2 separate regions of the Columba livia genome follow, and region 2 is linked to region 1. The links are chromatin contacts, called in public Hi-C maps. All regions are on one chromosome and are shown on one strand. Each heading gives the region's core, a stretch centred on a gene start, on an enhancer-like site or on the middle of the called end of the contact. The rest is flanking DNA. Distances are from core to core; before and after follow the strand shown. Region 1 overlaps DENND1B (DENN domain containing 1B). Region 2 holds the start of DENND1B (DENN domain containing 1B).

What was found. Hi-C and Micro-C count contacts between places; a contact is called where the count stands out from the background.
Region 2: a Hi-C map of liver shows a contact between it and region 1, with 3 times the contacts expected there. The contact joins the promoter of DENND1B here to the enhancer-like site in region 1. A contact is called at or near these places in 2 of 2 Hi-C or Micro-C datasets (crop and liver).

What each region holds. Positions count from the first base shown.
Region 1 is chr8:18,582,939-18,589,388 of bColLiv1.pat.W.v2, reverse strand. DENND1B (DENN domain containing 1B) reads left to right here. Exons shown (of 22, transcript XM_065072352.1): 3 at 3,324-3,373. Among named protein-coding and RNA genes, the nearest start is that of DENND1B, 63 kb to the left of the region's middle. Within about 2 kb of position 2,333, at least 2 of the 3 cell types and tissues checked have an H3K27ac peak away from gene starts, as active enhancers do.
Region 2 is chr8:18,646,913-18,653,362 of bColLiv1.pat.W.v2, reverse strand. It overlaps DENND1B (DENN domain containing 1B), which reads left to right and starts at 3,748. Exons shown (of 22, transcript XM_065072352.1): 1 at 3,748-3,872.

The DNA of each region.
Region 1 (6,450 bases), core at 1,084-3,583:
TAATATCGTCTCAATGCAGAACCAGTGAGCATGACCAGGGTAGGCTGGAGGTGTGTAGTGCCTTTTGTGAAAGTGAATTAATAAAACCACTGGACCATGAGCTTGTGAGAGTGCAAGTTTCTGCTGCTGGGCTATGGGCATAAAGGAAATATTTTCTTAAATACCATTTCCATTTTTGTTTAAGCTTTGTGAGAGGGAAGCAGCAGGCTGTGGTTTGCATGGCAGTCATTTTATGATATTCCTCTTTCTCTTGGAGCTTGTGTAAGGACTGAGATAGTTATCCTTTCACTTAGCAATGAAACTCAATTGTGTATGCAACTGTATATGTTTATTTGGTGTTTGAAAGTAAAGAGATAATATTTTACTTGTGTGGGTCTTTTTTTTTTGTTGTTTTTGCTTTTTTACATTGTCCTCTTCCACCTGTATCAAATTTCTTTTCTTTCTGAAACAGTGCCCATTTCTGAAAGCACTAACACTCTGAGAGCAAGAGGAGGAAGCAGTCACGGGACATGTGAACAAAGGATAACTTGCTTTCTGAAGACTTGTACAACCTTTTGTCTTCAGAAATAAACACATACTGTTATGAAGCTTTGAAATTAAAAGACAATAAATACATTATTCTTTTTCTGAGGATGTGTATTTTGACTCAAGAGGAAGTCCTGGCTGAGTTGTATTGGATCCTTGAAAATGATGACCCATTAGGAGCCAGAGCTCAAATTTAATTCAATAGAGAGGTTACTGAAAGTATCAGCTGTGGTTGTACATGAATAGTGACTGTGTATGTGAATGTGTATATAATGTCATTTGCATTTTAAATTTGTCTGGGAGCATCTTGGGGGCACCTTGTTTTCTTCCATTTTAAAAATCAGAATAGCACCTGTAATTAAGGGCGAGCGCTGGGCGCTGGAAGCTAGGTAGGACTTCCATCTATTGATCTGTGTAAACCCGGCTTATGCTGTCAGGGGAGAAGCAGTCAACTGCTGAGCTGCTTTGTCACTGACATAAGCTGAGAGGGGATTTTTTTTTTTGTCTATACTGTTTATACACCAGTCTATAGACCTGCTGGCTGGTTGAATTTTAAAGAGTGCGGAGGTTTAAAGACTTGTCCCCCGAGGGATGCTCCTGCCAGTTGGGAGGCGAGCGGAGGCTGCTCTGCAGAAGTTGTGCTGGCCGGGGGGGATGGAGCAGAGTGGGGGCAAACCCTGTCCCGCAGATTCCCTGGAAAACGCTGCAAAACAGCCCCATAATTTTCAGGTTGTTTAGTCAAAATATTGAGCTAATACCTTTGGTGTTTTTGTTTTTGTTTTCTTTTTCTTGTGTGATAATTTATTCTGAGAGAATACAATGGGGAACATAAATGAATACATTTCCATACCCAATTCTGAGTCAGTGCTAAGCCCACCAGGCAGCAATTAAAATCCTCAGTAGTAAGGAGAAAATGACTTCCTATAGTGTGAGAATAGGTGCAGATTTGGAAAGAGAATTTAAATAAAATGCTATTTATTTGGAATGTGAAAAGCAAGCTTTATGAGCCTGAAGTGAGAAGCTATTTGGAAATGTTTAGGATGTTTCTAAGTTAAAAGTTTTGATTACTCTATTCTGCTTGCTTTCTTTTGTTAGAGTTCATTGTTACTACTACAAGAATCATGTGTGCATGTTTCCTGCCTACAGAAATTCAAATATTTACCTGCCTTGTTTGTATTTTGCCCCTCACCCTTCTGCAGCGGCTGCTCACAACAGTTGGGATGGTGCTTAAGCAGTTTCTTTTGGAGAATATTAATGTGTACTGCTATTGTTCGTAATTAAGTTAATAACCTTTCCCAAAAGACAACATCTAGCTTTCATACCCTTCTTTACCTGTTCTGACAATGTAAATGTTCCAGAGATTTCTTGGACTTAGAAATTCTAGAAAATTGACTTTTCCATTTTGTGCAATGATTTACTGGAGCACACCCTATACCTTTAAAACGTTGCAGCTAACATATGCATGTTGTATTCAGAGGCATGTTTCTCCTGAACTATTTGTTCCTTGCTGAGGAACTGGCATGACTCCTCCATGTTTTACGCCATCCACCGAGCCAGGCAAATGTTTGAAGTAAATAGTCATTGCAGTGTGTAGGAATTTAAATACATAATTTCCCCTAATGGGAGTTGACTGTTCACTGTGCAGTAAACAGAGGGTTCAGGCTGGAGAGTGCTAACATCTTGGATCAAGTTCTTAAACCCCCACATGCAGCTCTGGAAATTTGCTATCAACACACATTTTTCTGAAAACAGGCACCTTGTGTGCTGAGTGGTGACTGCAGCGGGGTACCTGTCTCTTTGTTGTTCTGCTGCAGAGAGGGAGTTGTGCAGCTTTGCTGACCAACTGTGTTGGGGTCAGTTGTGTCTCCTTAGCTGGAGCGTTTCACAGAGGGTTCATTTTCCCAGTTGGGAGAAAGGAAGTAAAACCTGTTTTTCTGGGATCTTGTAAGGTCATTGTTTAGTACTTGCTGTTAACTGATCTGCTAGTTCACTTTTCTTTTTTTTTTTTAAAAAAAAAGAAAATGTTGACTAGTTTGGGAGCATTTTTATATTTTAATTAACACATTTTATTTGCCACTAAACAGCTGCTTAAATAAAATTCTGCAAGAAAGAGTGACATTATCCTTTTGTATTATAGTACGAATGTAGATCCGGTGGATTTCACCCCCCTGCTTCCCTTTATTAATAGCGAGGCTTGCTTGTGAAACCCGAAGGGTTAATCATATAAATTTGTCCTTCGGACCAGCAGATGATTTCCATCACTTTCAGCATTTGACTATGGAACATGTATAGAGTTGTTATACCTCTCTGCAATTCATTCTGCTGCCAACTTCATTCCCTTTTCTCTGCCTGCATTTTAATTGAAACAACATTTGTATTTTTGAGCCAGGATCTGTCAGAAGTCCCTGTGGCTAGTCTGTGGTACAAGTAGCAGCAGACGTGGCTTACCCATATGGTGTGGTGCTTCTTGTAAAATCCATATGGCCTTGTTGAAGGGAATCCCAGCGGGGATGTGAAGGGTGTTAATACCCTTCAGGCCAGGCCTTTCCCTCCTGGGGCTTCTATGGCATTGTCTTTGCAATCTGCCATAGCACAAACTTAATTCCTTTTTAATAATCAATTATTTCAGTCCAGGAACGTGTGCTGTATGTTTTGCAATCATATATTCCCTGAATTTATGATTTTTTATGGTTATTTTTTGATATTTTTTTAAAAGCAAGCTGTAGGGCGGTTGCTATCAAAGGTAAATGAAAGCCTTTTCAAAATGCTAACTCTATTTCTTTCACTTCCATTTACAGGAAGTGCTGAACAGCGTTCCAAAGTTCTGCTTTCCTTTTGACGTTGAAAGGTATGTAGTACAGTTATAATTTGTTAAAAAATATTTCTTACAAAATTATATTCAGCATAATTGTAAGGAAATATTTAAAAGAAAACATGTTGTACTCTCTAAACTTGCACCTGCAAATGAGAAGAACACATCCTTTGTGTTCAATTAAGAATGAAAATACTAGTAGGACATTATCTCAGCAAAATGCAAACTTAGAGAATTTCAGGGACATGTCTTTCAAGATAGAGCTACATTCTGGCTCTCAGTTTTGTCCGTTATATTTGTGAACACCATTGGTGTCAATATAAGGATACAACATGGTTTCCTTCAAACATCAAGCATCATAAAAAATGTTACGGTGCACCAGGACATAAAACCTCACCACGCAGTACTGAAAACGTGTTGTTTGAGTTCAAAGAAATTAAGACTTTAATTGCATGGAAGTAACAAAAGATATAATTGATTTTTCTCAGAGAAGAATCAAGACCATTATTTATAATTAATTAGCCCTTACCTTTCTGGTATCAGTTATGGTGTGGCTTCCATGTAATGCTGCCAGTCATTTAAATTGTTCATATAAAACATTTTTATTAATTAAAATAGTTAGGCTTGTCAAAATGATTAATGGCAATTAATTTAATAAATTTTACTCACTCAGTTTGGAAAACTCATATTGTCCTAACCAGCAAAGATTGAATGAGAAGCCTGATTTGCATAATTAATGAAAGATACACCCAGGTAAGGTGCAGGCTGAGCTGTTTTCAGAACAACATTGGTATCAGTCACAGATGGAGACCCAAAGTTGAGAAATATCTATCGGAGGCAAGAAGCTGCCATCTGAGGAGTGAAAGGTGGTGTGTATGTAAAGGAAAGAGAGGCTTTGCAGAGAAACACAATGGCAAAATAAAGACCTTCATAAACACAACTTCCCTGAAGTAAACTGGGTTCATTTAGTCTTTTATAGTTGAATTTAATTAAGTTGTTTGGGTTTTGAACTGGTTAAGCTCACCATCCTTTAAGCTGTTTTAATGACTTAATTAATACAGTTGTCAGTCTTGGCTTTAAAGCATTAAAGTCTTCAGTGTGCTCAAGATATGTACAGACTTCTGATTGAAATTGGTAATGAAGATAAATAATGGAAATAAAATTTAAGGATAACAGAAAAAGGTGAGGTTCTGTTGCTGCCATCCAGTGGCAAGAAGATAATCAATGGCAGCAAATAATTTATTTTTAAATAACTCGTCTTGTGTTAACTACTTCTGTTCAGCCGTTCAGAAGACACTTAGTTGCTTGTGTGACGTGGATAAGCTTAATCAGTGCGCTGTGGGAATACATGAATTTAAAGCATAGCTCGCTGTGTATTTTTGCGGAGTATCCAAAGAGAGAAAAACAAAACCAAACCAAAAAGTAAAGGGATGTTTATTGTTTGTCTGTTGTTACCCTCCCATGCCCCTCTCCCCAGGCACGCTTTTTGACTCATGGGCTCATGCTCACCTATAAAGCAGTGCTCTCAAAGGCGCAACATTTTTATTAATTTTGTAACATTGGACGTTGAACAGAAGAGGAAAGGTTCTTGGAAGCCGATGGGAACAGAACCGCAGTGTTTGTTTGGGCTGCTGACTGCTCAGGTAGCGCTGCAGCATCTTCAAAATCAGCCACCATGCTTGCAGTGTCTTGTGTAGCTGGGAGCTGAGGTTTGGGGGATTTGTGAGAGAACCAAAGGCCTTTTGGGATCGTGAGAGTATAAAAGAGGCCGGACAAGGAGGAGAGGCAGAGCTATTGTGGGGAAAAGAACAGAAGTACTGGCAGCTCATTCAAGAAAGCAGGCAACTGTTTACTGGCAAGCTGTTTGTGTGCACAACTTACTGGCTGTGGGGTGTATTTACCATATATTAATCAGTTCAGGCATTTTCTATAGTGTATACATATATTACTGCTGTTTTTAAAGGAAACTATTCAGTTGTCTTCTGCTTTCTCAGTTTTATTTTTTGTTTTGAAATTTGGACTGATAGAAAAGTGTTGAGAAAAACACTGCTATAGCTTCTTTTTGTATGGCTTTTTTCCAATGGACGTTTAAGATGTGACAAGTATTTTAGTTTTTGTCTAGCTGTAAATGTGCTTTTTACTTGTTTGGTGAATATACATATGTATAAAACTTTTTTCTTTCTTCTACAGAGGATCGTTATAGACTGTACACCTAATACCCCAAAGTATTTCACAGGCAGTTTCAATGACAGTTTCTGTGCAGAAAGCTTTGATTGAAGTGAAACACAAAGTATCTGTTTCATTGATTGAGCTTATTGCACTTCAGAGAGCATAGGTTCTCAACTTGTATTGTGTGTACTAAATGTATATAAACCACTTCAATCAATATCTGATCTTAGTAAGAGCTAGAAATTACCAGTGCAAAAGCGATAACTTCAACTGATGTTGCTGATCAAGGTACCTAGAAAAAGATGTGATTCGGTTCCACAGATTGCTTCTGGGTCCCTACTGCATAGCAGAGCTGGAGGGAGCGTTGCCTTTTCTGTTAACTAGCTAAATAAAACTCCTTAAAGAAGGAAATCTATATTCTTCTAATTATGGAAATAGTAAAGTTAAAGCACAGTAGTAACATCATTGTCACCTGTTTTCTCCCACCTTACCTGTATTAATTATTAAATGAATGGAAAAGTCAATGAAATAAGAACATGTATTTAATTTAGTTTTATTCACTATGCTGCAGTGATTGTAGACAGAGATCTAGATTTGGTTCTTACTATTTGATGCTGCTTACATCATCTCACCAGACATACGTGCGTTACCTTTTCTGCAGATGTTATAAGTATGTGTATACTACTCATTTCAATTATCAAAAGTACATACTGTGAATGGTGCTTAAAAATCTATAAGTAACTCCCGTTAAATGTAAACTGAAAGTCAACCCAAAAAAGGCACACTGGTGTAATGTTTTGACCATGACCTAAACTTTGAGATCTATATATAACTTTTTATTGAAAGCAAGCCCATAATTTCATTACTGCCGGTTATGGCTTACATTTTATTTTGAAGGGGTTAAGAAATTAGTTACATCATAGAAGTTATTGAACATTTACTCC
Region 2 (6,450 bases), core at 2,499-4,998, 63 kb before region 1:
GTGCTCTGCTGGACCCATTACTCACAAATAGGGAAGAACTGCTTGAAAAGGTGAAAGTCAAGGATAGTCTTGGCTGCAAAGACCGTGAGACTTGGCAAGTTCCCAGGGTACACAGACCTGGAGGGAAGAGGGGCCCAGGAGAGCAGGTCAGTCTTCAAGGACAACCTCCTCAGAACATGGGTAGTCTATTGCAATATGCAGAAAGTAAAGCAAGCATAGCAGGACATCAGTATGGATGAAGAGGGCCCTCCTGGCTGAGCTCAGATGCAGAAAGGAAGCACACTAAAGGAGGAAGCAGTGACAACTGCCCAGGAGGAATAGAGAGACACTGCCTAAGCGTGCTGAGGATGAATTGCAAAATCCAAAGCTCAGCTGAGTTGAAATTAGCAAAGGAATTGCAGGGCAGCAAGAAGGGCTTCTTGTGCATATGCCTGTAAACAGGGACCAGTGTCAGCCTCAGTCCAGTGACCACCCAGCAAGTCTCTTTTGACAAGGCATCTTCAAGGTCAAGCCAGAAAACCAAGTCAGCAGGTCAGGGCCAGGATCAGGGAGGTACCAGACTGGGCACCGACACAGCTGCAGCACAGCTGCAGTGGGGCTCAGGCAGGGGCCAAGCACAACAGCCTCAGCTTGAAAGCAGCTCCCAAGGGACGGAGAGGCAGGCAGGCCCTTGCTGAGGCTGCCTCTAGCTTTCTTCCCAACAAACAACTCGGATCAGCAAAAAGGCTGACCTTGAACTCAGTCAGCTAAACTCCTGAACCAACTAAAATCCTGGGAGAGTTCAGTCAGGGTCCTGAAGCAATACAGGCTGGGGATTCACTGCCCAGAAGGCAGCGTTGTAGAACAAAACCTGGGAAACCTGGTGGACACCAAGCTGAACGTGAGTCAGCAGCATGCCCTTGCGGTAAAAATATGCTGATCGCACTCTAGGTACTATTAGGAAAAAGACCAGCCAGCTGCTGCAGGGAAGGCATTAGTCCCTCTGTTCACTCTGTCCAGTTTTGGGCTCCCTGTCACAAGAAGGACAATGACACACTGGTGCAAGTCCGGTGGAGGGCTGCCAAGATGTTGGGTGGCTGGAGCTCATGATAAAGGTGGAGAAGCTGAAAGAACTGTTCTTGTTCAGGCCTGAGCAGGGGAACCCCCTTGTTGTGTGCAGCTGCTGAGGGGAGGGTGAAGAGAAGATGGAGCCAGACTCTTCTCAGAGGTGCACAGTGGAAGGACAAGAGGCAGCATGTATGAGTTGGAACATGAGGAATTCTGACTTGATGCAGTAATTTATTTTTCTACTGTGAGGGTGGTCCAATACTGGAGTGAGCAGGTTGCCCAGGAAGGCTGCAGCATCCTCCACTCTGGAGATACTCAGAACCAACCTGCGAGTGGCCCCGAGCAGCCTGCTCTACTGTGACCTGCTCTGAGCAGGAGGCTGGATGAAGTGACCTCTGAAGGACCCTTCCCACCTGTGTGACTTTATGTGGCAGTGAGGTACTTCGATGCAGTGTCAGAATGCAAGTCCTAGGACAGCACAGGGAGGTTTGCACTTAGCAACACTTATCTCAGGAGCACGTATGCATTATTCAGCTTCAACATCTGTTAATGATATAACAGAATATGAAGCAAAATGACTTTCTAACGGAACTATTGAGAGAAGCAACAGATGGAGAACTCTGTGCAAAATAAGTAACATCAGTATGATTTAATTTTTGTGTTTGCCTGAGACTCTGGGAACAAAAAGGCCTGATCCTGCATTAGACTTACAGCAACACTTGACAACCGCTCAGCAGCCGATGTTCCCATTTACACCAGTGAGGAGTGAAGTCCTGAAATAAACTGGTGAGACAGCCACGCAGGGTAGCTGTTGCCATCTTTCTGAACTTTCTCAAGCACATCCTCTCAAATGCCAAACAGTACGGTGTGCTCCCATTCTTCTGCTCTTAAACTGGATCTGCAGCTCCAGCAGTTAGGGCAGGCTGCAGTGCTGGCTCCAGTGCCTGAAGCCACCGGTCATGCTCAGCCAGGGCTGGACCGTCCCACAGACAGCTCACTGGCCTGGCTGTTCTGGGGCTGTCGCTGCCTTCTTCCAATCTTATTCTATCCAGATATTAAATTCAATAGTTTCTTCAGTAAGTATCCCAATAATTATGGCAGTTTTCTGTATTAGTTAATTACTGGAGATTACGCTCACATCTGTTGTGCTTAGAATCTCTCAATCAGTTTAGTGCCTTCAGTATCTGATCCAGTGGTGAGTCAATGATGGCAAATATGTACAGGGATCTACAACCATCTGTCTGCACTGTTTGTAGTTATTTAGCACAACGATAACTGGGTCAGTTGTCTGTAACCTGCAGAAGATGTGTTTGATATTTCAGTGATTTACCTGTGATCTAATTGCATAACGAAGTGTTATAGCAACAGGAGTGTAGGAAGTCTTCAAAAAACTTCCTATATATCTACATTAGGATTCATACATTGTATAACAATATATTTTTTCTTTTATAGAAAAAAGTAGTAACATTATTTTTATACTAAAGGAGATTTACCTTTTTCTAGAAGAAAGGTTGGCATCACTGAGTTATCTGATGCAATTAATTATGAGCAAAACATGAAGACAAATCTCTGGCCCAAGAGTTTGGCACCGTGGACTCCCTGTTATGTCAGCCACATCAGAATACGAGTTTAGAATATTCTGCAGGGTATCCTGGTAGGGGAAACCCTAGGGTGCTTTTTAATTTTTTTATGCAAGTAAATACATAAATGTACTAACTCTGTTGGCTATGCGTAGATTAAATGCTGAGAAACTGTTTTGTTGGTTTTTTTTTTTTATAAATAATTTCTATCCAAAACAGCTGTCAGTATATACTCTTTCATAATGATGCCAGTGTATACAAAAGGCCTTAATCCATGGCAAATAAATAGCTGGAAACTGTTCTTTTAATATTTAGTATTGCTTGATTTACTGGATTGGAACTTTTTTGGTAGACATGGCAGACAGTTTCCAACACAGCTTACAGATTTTTAACACGTCCTCCTTTGAATAAAGTTCAGTTCCTAATTTTATGTATGTTTGGTCTCACCACAAGAAGTCCAAATTCAGAAGATTACAACAGTATGAAATTTCTGTGGCTGATAGTAGAAATAACTTTCTTACCACTTTGAACAGAAATTTTAAAAAAATAAGTCTCAAATATGGCAAAAATTTCTTGTTCCATGTAAGTTTTAATGAGTACCAGATTCATCAGGTAGCCTACAACCCACAGCATTTAAAATATACATTTGAGAAGTGTGAGAAGGGTATCCTTGCCTAAACGGAAGAACTGAATTTATCCAGCAAGAAAGCATTCAATCTGGTAAGAAACTTTTACTTAAAAATGACTTGAATGAGTGATTTCCTTCTGCCCAATACATGCATATTGAAAGATGTCACCTGACCCTGCTGCTCCACTAAGAAATTCATTGTTAAAGAAACTATCTGCTGGGCTGGAAAAATCTCCACAATCATCATTAACTGTAGGAAAGAATTGGGTATATTTCCTTAGTGTTGCCATCGATGTTTCTCAAACATTTTTATGCAAAGAGGAGAACACTTTATTTCTTCAGTCTTTCATTTATTTGAACTTCCTAACAGGGAGGCTGGCCGCAATGTGTCTGACTCGCATCTAAACTGAAACTGGGCAAAGTCCGATGCTTGTTTTCAAACACTCCTATGAATAATCAACACTCACCAGAAAGCACTTGATATTCGCAGGCTGAAGGCTGGATTCGGGCAGCAGAGCTGAAAGGTGGTTTATTCTACTGTTAGATTCTGCCAGCTGTCAGGTCTGATTAAATTAGAAATCCATCCAAATAATTTTCCAAATTGTCTACAAATTGAGGTAAGTATGCATGGAATTACTACTTATGTTTAATTGCTAAACAAATTTATATCCAAACCAGTGATAAGACATTAGGACTGCATACCTAAAGCAAATGTCTGGTTAAACCTTAGGAAGGCTTGTAAGTATTTGCTGGATGTATACTTCACATCTTCTGTAGATTATGGTGCAAATCTAACTAACAAAAGGTATTACAGATCAGACTGTGAGGATTTGCAAATACTACCCGTAAGCCAAATCTTGAGCTAATACAATTGTGTTGTAAACATTTAAACTTTGGAGTGTCTTAGCTCTTAAAACTCTGTAGCCTGAACTTACATTCATAAAAGTTCACCCAGTTCCTTTGTTAAACTTGCAATTAAAGCTGACCTGATTAAGAAGACCTCCTTTCTCAGCCTTGTTGGTAGGACACATTGATTAGAAAGCCTGGGAGTTCTCATTCCTCTCCAAGAAGCAATCTCTCTCCAGGAGTTCACTGATTTATTAATGAGTGTGTTTACCTGTGTGGACACGTTTGGGCAGATCAGCCTTTGCACATAGCATGGCTGAAGGGACAGTGACAGCGACAGGAATGCTGCATCCCCCAGCGTTCATGATAGCGTAACATAACCTTCACACAGAAGTCCTGCACAACCACATTTAGACCTTTTCAAGGTGTCAGCTTTGCTCATGTTTTCCTTAAATCATTATCTGTTCTTAGGCAGGAAAACTTAAGCTTTTTACCTTATTTTTTTGAATTAATAACACTGAAAGATGAAAAAAGATGTTTGGATGGATCATGCAAGGATTCAATAGATACATAGAATATTTACAGACATGTATTTACTATATATAATTAGTTAATAACCTTCACAGGCTTCTTGAAAGAGACCTATTTTAAATCAATGGCTACCTTTAAACAAGCCGAATTATGAAATGACCTAATATAAATATCTGGTGTTTCTTAAAAGTTAAGTACTTCTTTCTCATGATAGTACTATGGCTATGAAGTTTAATGGAGAAATTGATGTTTGTGAATTTGGGGGTTTGGAGAATTTTGCATTGGGAGATTACATTGTTACTCATTTACAATTTGGGATGAGTATGTGTAAGATTCAAACAAGTTGATAAATAAAATAACCCTCAATGCCATTAAAATGAACAGCAAGCTCCCATTGAGGTCAATATTTCATTCTAAGAGATGCTTTCCAAGTCTGTGAGGTCTGACAAGGTGATTATGTTGTTAGGAGATGTACTGATAGCCGCTGAGAAAACATCACACAACTGTAACTTATTTGAAGGAACAAGGACTAAAAGTGATCGCCGTACAGGCAGACTTAGTGGTGAATGAAAGAATAATTCTTCGTACAAAGCATAAGTTGCTGATCTTATGAACATGCTCCAAGAAATGTTTTACTATAACCATACAAGGGGAAATTGCATCTTTTTCTATTTTGCTATTTTTAACAAATCCATTGGTGTTCCCAGGAGAGAACACCTTCTTCAGCAAGCTCTGCTAACAGTGTTCTGAAGGCAATCCCTTTAGGGGATAGTACTACTTTTAGTAGTACTATTAAATGAAATGTACCTGGCCAAGGAGGTCTGGACAATATGGGAGCATGAGCACACTGGCAAGGCAGTTCAGTGGAACCTGGGCTTCAGCATTAGTAAGAGTGCAATTGCAAGTATGCACTGTCTTACTGTAAGATCTCTTAATTCACATTACATGTGCTGCCACTTACGGAGATGATGAGAGCCCCTTACTACCTCAGAACCGGGCAGCAAAGAACCTTGTTGGAGTGAGTTGGGATGGGAGACTTAGACCTGTACAGAGGCAGATTCAGCCCATGATCCCTAAACCTGCTGTTATTTCACCTTTGTTTGTGGGGTGTGTTCTGTTTCCTGCTCTCCTTGTGACTCCTCACACAAAGCATGTGTGCTTGCAGGTTGCACCGGGAGGATTCTGATTCCCCTGTGCTAAATGGTTAATAGAATTGTTCTTGTCTTGAGAGGCTTTGTGTTTTTCCCTTCTCTTTGTCCCTTTTACCTTCTTCCTGCCAGAAGAAAATCACTAAATGTGTGTATGTAATGGTTTAGAGTTCAAAACAGTAATTGGATTCTCACAGAACTTCCCTCCCTTGCTCCACCATTTCCAAGGGACATGATGTGTGGTCATTTCTTGTCTGTTTCTTTCATCCCTTTTTGAGATCCTGACCCTGCTCTGCATCACTTTTATAGACCCAAATCCACACGGTTTTGATTTGCCAGAGAACGGCAGATTGCAGAATGTGGATACTAGCTTTTGGATTTTGTTTGGTGTTTTTCAACTACATCTCCTGTTGTTTCCATATTGAATTTGCTTGTAAATGAAAAAGTATTACTACAATGTTGTTATGTTGATCCTTGAGATGAAGCTGCCCTGATGGCACTTCCATCCTCTTCTTATCTGATTCAGATGAAGCAGACTTTTGGGTATTTTTCATCCAACATCTTACTGCAAAGCATTCATCAGTTTTGGAGAAAATTGAGACCTGTAGGTCCAATTCAGTTTACCTTCAGGCCTCCTTTATTGACAGCACGCAAGAGCTGAATAGCATCT